Regions from separate parts of the Sus scrofa genome. Here region 1 is linked to region 2. A link is a contact called in public HiChIP or PLAC-seq data. All regions are on one chromosome and are shown on one strand. Each heading gives the region's core, a stretch centred on a gene start, on an enhancer-like site or on the middle of the called end of the contact. The rest is flanking DNA. Distances are from core to core; before and after follow the strand shown.

Region 1 (2,941 bases), core at 384-2,883, 390 kb before region 2:
CGGACTCTTCCCCCAGAAGGCCCTGGAAACAGCACGCTGGGTGTGAGGAGAAATAGCCTCTGTGGGTCAGAGGTGGGTCTCTGCAGACAGAGGCCCACACACCACCCCTCCTGTTCTAATGCCACCCTCTGCCTGGGCCCAGGTCCCCTGTGTCAGCTCAGACGACTCGGGTAGGCCAACCCCTTCAGCTGCTACCCCTCTTCCACCAGAGGCAGACTGGTAGGCCTCCTTCTTTCTCCACCAGGGCCTCTTGGGACCCTCAGGACTGTGGTGGGTGGTGTGATGAGACAGAGATCCCTGTGGGTGGTAGGGCCCCCACAGATGCCCTGCTTAGCTCCAGCCATCCTGATTTCTGGACTTTTGACCACAAAAGCCATTTATTAAAGCTCAACGAAAATCATTCTCTATCTCAGTTAATGGCAACTTCATCCCTTCAGTTGCTCCGGCCAAAACCTTGGACTTGACCTTGAGTCTTTTCTTGAGACCCCATAGTCAGTCCAAGAATCCCATCAGCTGGATTCCAACTTATTCCAGAACCCAATCACCTTGCCCCATGTCTGCTCTGGCATCTCTTGCCCAAGTAATTTCCACAGCCTTCTACCTGCTGTCGCTGCCCCACAGAGCAGCCAGGGCATGAGGTGGGTGGTGATGGAGGCTCTGCCACTGACCCCCGCATGTGCTCAGGACGCTCCTGTTCAGATTTGATCTCATCTTGGCTGGTCCAACACGAAGAGCGGCTCATTCGTCACATGCAAATTGAGACTCCTTATGGATACCTTTACAAAGTATCACACATCCCCCAGATTCTTCAGATCTCACATCCTAATTTGGGGTTTGTGTAATGTACTGTCCTTACAGGGACTCCTCCCCAGCATGAAGACTTTGAGCTGTGAGCCAGATTGAGAAACAGCAATCCGGGGGCCCCTCCAACATGCTGAGACCAGGGCCTGCGGAGCCCCAGGACCACACTGGAATCTGCTGTGGGATGATTCTGCAACAGATGTGGTGATGCAACAGCTGTGCATGAATGACATGGGAAAGCTGGGCCTCTACCCCCCAGGGGACCCTTCCACCATGCCCTCTTAGCAAGAGACAGCTCCTCCTGGGAGCTTAGATCAGGACTCATCTTTCTGTGGGACCCCAGGCCCCATTCCGGGTGATGTGGGCAGAAACAGGTCTTTGCTAGGACTCTGGAGCGTGAGGCTGGGGACCCGTGTGTGATGATGCGCCCCGCCCCTCACCTCACACAGCTCTTCCAACCTGGAGGCGACGGTGACCAGGCTCAGCCTCCCCTGATGGCCCCCCTACCCCAGCCCTATCTCCCTTCAAGGCCGAGCCCTGCAGTGGGCCTCAGAGGGCAGCTCTCCTGGGCTTGTTTTTGCCGAGTCTTGTTTTCCAAGCCACTGCCAATGGACCGGACACCCTGGCTGTAGCTGAGTAGCCCCATATCAGGGCTCGGAGGAGCCAGGCCGTCTTGCCCAACTGAGGACTGGAGGCTGAGAGGAGGCGGCCCTGAGCCCGTTGTCGCCCAGCAGGTCCACAGCAGAAGGGAGATCAGAAGCCAGGTCTGTGTTTCAGTGCAGGCCAGGCCTGCTGGGAAAGGCATCTGGCAGGGAGGGAAGGGAGCACGGGTGGCTCTCAGGCTGGGGCGCCAGGGCCAGCAGCTCTCCTCAGCCCCAACTTAGCCGTAAGCCTGCCCTGGTCCACTCCCTGCCAGCCACCAGCCATGCCTCCTGTCTTCATGGCCCCTGCCAGAGGCTTCCTGCTTCTGCAGCCTTGCATTCCCCCAACTCTTGGCTGCTGCCTTTACTGGCTCCAGGCAGGAGAAGCAGAGCTGGAGGGGAGACGAGGTCTGCGCCGACTCGGCCAGTCTCACTTCCAGTCAGCCCGGCTGCCCTCCCCTTGACAGACTTCCTAGAAGTCACCCCCACCCCCTTCCCCACCCCCACCCCTGCTTCCCCCACCCTGACTCAGCCCATAAATTTCCCGGGGAGGGTCGCTGACTCAGCCAGGAAGCCCAGAGCCCACCCTACCCCCGACCCCAGGCCTCAACCCCACAGCTGGCTCTCATTCCAGAGTGCTTGGTCCCCTCCCCTCAGGAAATTCCTGGAAAATATCAGGCTTCTTCAAGGGGCGATCTCCTGACCACGGCCGCAGCAGGGAAGGGAGCCGCTGCAGCCTCATCCATCACCCAGCCGTGTGTCTGTGTGGAGATGTTGGTCACCACAAAGTGACAGCACCTGGTCTTGGAGGGACAGCAGGGGGCGGAGGAGAGGCCAGTGTCGGGTGGGCACTTGGGCCAGGCGGCTGGGAGGTGCGACTAGTCCTGGGTCGGGAAGGATGCTAAGTGGAGAGAAGCGAGGGCGCTCCAGGCCCGGGAACAGCGTGAGCAAAGGCACAGAGGTGGAAGCAGCCCAGTGTGCATGTGGGTTGGGAAGGGAGCTGGGCGCACTGGGCTGCTTCCACCTCTGTGCCTTCGGCTGGAGGGGTGGCCACAGCGCCAGGCTGAGGAAATTGCAGTGGATCTCCAAGTCCCAGGCCCCAGAACCTTGGGGGGGGGGGAGTGGTCTGGAGCATGGGAGGGGATGGGGTAGCGATGACTGAGAAGAGAGCCACAGAAGTGACTCTTGAGCAGCTGGCCGCAAGAAACACTGGGCTCTGCAACACCCATCCAGGGCCCTCCTTGGGCTCCCAGGGCCGGCTCAGACCTGGGGGTGGGGCAGGGCCTCTGGGTCCTCACACTCTAGTCAGATGGCAGAGGCAGTCAAGGAAGCCAGCCTGAGGGCATCGAGAGAGCTGCCAGTCTATACACGAGAGGGACAGGCATTCCAGGCCCTTGTCCTTCCTCTGGACCCAAGTGCCCCACGAATTCCTTCCTTGGGAACTCCATTAGTTTGGGAGGAAAAGCCAGTTCCAGTCTGCAGATAAAACACCCCTTTTT
Region 2 (2,983 bases), core at 137-2,636:
GGAACCAGTCAACAAGGCATCATTATCACTAGCATTCTTACAGTGCCCACCATATATACACAGACTAGAAGGAAAAGGCTCCACCCTCAGGGAGTTAATATTGTAGGGGACAGGTATATAAACATTTTGACCAAAAGTGGCATAATTAAATAAACTACAGCTAAAAGAACCATAACAAATAATGGCAAGTGTAAGACACTCAAAGTTTCGCAAAGCAAATCCAGTGGATGCTGCCAAGAAATATACCCTTTAAGGATTAAACAGAGAATAAAAGCATTGTCTATGTAATGAGATATACCAACCTTCAGATTACTGAAATAAAAACTCTTACCAAAGATGCTCATCACATTAAAAAATTAACTTCTTAATGCCTTCATTTCACTTTTTAGCTTTTACTCAAAACAATTACGTGACTATTCCATTTCCCTCTTTCTAGGAAAGCTATATATTTTGTAACCTTCCTTATTTGAGAGGAATGAAGTTATAATGGGGTTGCCATAAGCATGCTGTGGCAAAGAGACTAGGACTATGTGCTTTTATGTGCTACTCTTCCACCCTGTTTCAGATGTAACCTATGCAAAATGAATCTGATCATTTTCTCCTGTACATAGTAAAACTTGTATACACATCCAAGAATCATTCTCTTCATAAAAAGTAAAAGAGAAAAAAAGCATTTCTTCATTTTTTGAATTCAGCTTTAAACATCAATTTCACTTGCTTGATAAACCTCATACCGTATTTTATTTACACTACTTATCATGGCCTTACATTATAATATGACCAAACTGTTTTAAACCTTAGCACAACTGAATTATTAACAAAATAAACAAACCTAAAAAGAAACACATATCAGCGATTTCAACCTAGTGACAGGAAGAATTTATTTAGGAATCAGCTAAATAGTAAAAATCATCTTTTTACTAATCATCCTTTCAAAGGAATAATGTGATCGTTATGAAAAATACAACTCAGCTGAAAAAAAAAAAAACTTCTCTAGCCTTTCCTTAATATACTCAAGGGATTCACACATTTATAGCCAACTGCTTTCCATTTAAATATTTATTGAATTTTATAGGGTGATATGTAGCAATTTAAATGACAATTCAGAACTACCAGAAGGTTTCACCAGAATTACTTATAGTGTATTACAAAATTATTTCATGATATTTTCTAATTCCTAAGACCTAGTTCCATCATAAGAATATATATATATATATATATATATGCTTTTTAGGGCTGCAAATGTGGCGCATGGAAGATCCCAGGGTAGGGGTTGAATCAGAGCTGCGACTGCTGGCTTACACCACAGCCACAGCCATGCCAGATCCAAGCTGCGTCTGTGACCTCCACCACAGCTCATGGCAATGCCAGATCCTTAACCCACTAAGTGAGGCCAAGGATCAAACCAGCATCTTCATGGTTATCGGTTGGATTCATTACTGCTGAACCACAACAGGAACTGCCAAGAATACATATTTTAATAAACAACAGATTAAAACTGAAATTAAAAGTGCGATCATCCACTTTTTTAGGTAGGAGAGGAATGGAGCTTGATTTATCTCTAGTTCATCCAGAGGAAGACCACTGGGCCAAATCAGATCCTGAAGTTAAAAGTAATTAAGCATGCAGCGACAGTGACATCTAGTGTTAACTCATGCAAGCCACTAGACTACCATTAAAACCAGCCTAAGTACTAAAGAAACTATTCAAAGCTTCTCTTTAAAAACCACCAAACAGAACTTATGCATTGTATCTAAAAATTCCTCATAATCAAAGTGTTTCAGTAAGTTTTTTTCCAGACATTTAAAAAAAAAAACCTTAACAGAAAAACCTCTTAGGGAACAAACACAACAAAGACCTAAAAGTAAACAAGCACTGTTTATCCCGTGTGGCCAACATTTGCAACTGCTCACCTTGGTGAGAGCTTAATGCAATGTAATCTGGGGCGTGTTCTGATGAGCACATCATAAACATTTAAACTTCCAGTTACTATAAAAGCAACAATATGGCACGAGCCAGTACTTGATGACATATCAAGAAAAAGCAATTTAAGACATCTCGGGAATACTCGAAGAAGATGCAAATCAACAAAACTTTAGCTGTTGCACTGGGAAACGAGCTCTACATTTCAAGTCCTTGCTACCTTGCTATATTTTTGTTGCTCTGAAAGGTCCACTTATTTAAACAGTAGATATTTTTACCCAAGGGTTTAGAACTTGGCAGCATAGATTAATTTACTATAGTGTTTTTATAGTTATATACTCTAGAGGAATCTATAAAAGTAAGTGAAATTCCAAAAATTATTTTTGGCCACGACAATATTTTGTAAAAAGGGAAGTTAGCATTAGATGAAGCTTACCTATTTTTTTTGGAAAGTTCATCCTTTCCCTTTTTAACTCCAAATATCCTTGTGATCAAGGTACTGAAGAGAAGCGTGGATGAATTTCTCACCTAATGTAAAAATGTATATACAATAAAGGTTAAGACATATTCATGGCATAACACCAACATTTACAATGTTAAAACTAGATATTCAAAATCATTACCCAATTTCCTAGTGGAGGGCTAAAGGAGATATGGTCTCTATTCATAAAATAAGACAATTTTCACTAACTTTGTAGTAATTCCCTCTATGACTTCCTCTCAAACTGAGCTCTATAGTCTAACCACATCCACACAACACAGCTTTTTTCATACTTCTAATATTACCACCAACTGTTTTATTTCTTTGTGCTTATATCATCGAATAACACTTTAAAAAAAAGTTAATTTTTCCACAACATTTCTGATGATGAATAATACCCCAGTAAAAAGCTCAGCTCTCTCCATCTATTTTCTGTAGTCATCTGCCTATGAGAAAATATAAGACCTAACTCAAAGAACCCACATTATTAACATGGCCAGAAAAATATTTAATATCGTATCTAAAATGCTACTACCCGCACAATGCCAGTAACCTAATAATGTAATTTTAAACCCTAAG

What was found. HiChIP or PLAC-seq counts read pairs in DNA pulled down with a chosen protein or histone mark.
Region 1: an H3K27ac HiChIP or PLAC-seq map of skeletal muscle shows a contact between it and region 2. The contact joins two enhancer-like sites. A contact is called at or near these places in 3 of 47 Hi-C or Micro-C datasets (embryonic fibroblasts, epiblast stem cells and skeletal muscle) and 2 of 2 datasets of contacts at active chromatin or transcription factors (alveolar macrophages and skeletal muscle).

What each region holds. Positions count from the first base shown.
Region 1 is chr3:97,364,478-97,367,418 of Sscrofa11.1, reverse strand. No RefSeq gene overlaps it. Among named protein-coding and RNA genes, the nearest start is that of ZFP36L2, 170 kb to the right of the region's middle. Within about 2 kb of position 1,633, at least 20 of the 83 cell types and tissues checked have an H3K27ac peak or open chromatin away from gene starts, as enhancers often do. A contact at or near this core is called in skeletal muscle, where this site is marked.
Region 2 is chr3:96,971,449-96,974,431 of Sscrofa11.1, reverse strand. THADA (thyroid adenoma-associated protein) reads right to left here. Exons shown (of 40, transcript XM_021088406.1): 28 at 2,360-2,451. Among named protein-coding and RNA genes, the nearest start is that of THADA, 100 kb to the right of the region's middle. Within about 2 kb of position 1,386, at least 9 of the 83 cell types and tissues checked have an H3K27ac peak or open chromatin away from gene starts, as enhancers often do. A contact at or near this core is called in skeletal muscle, where this site is marked.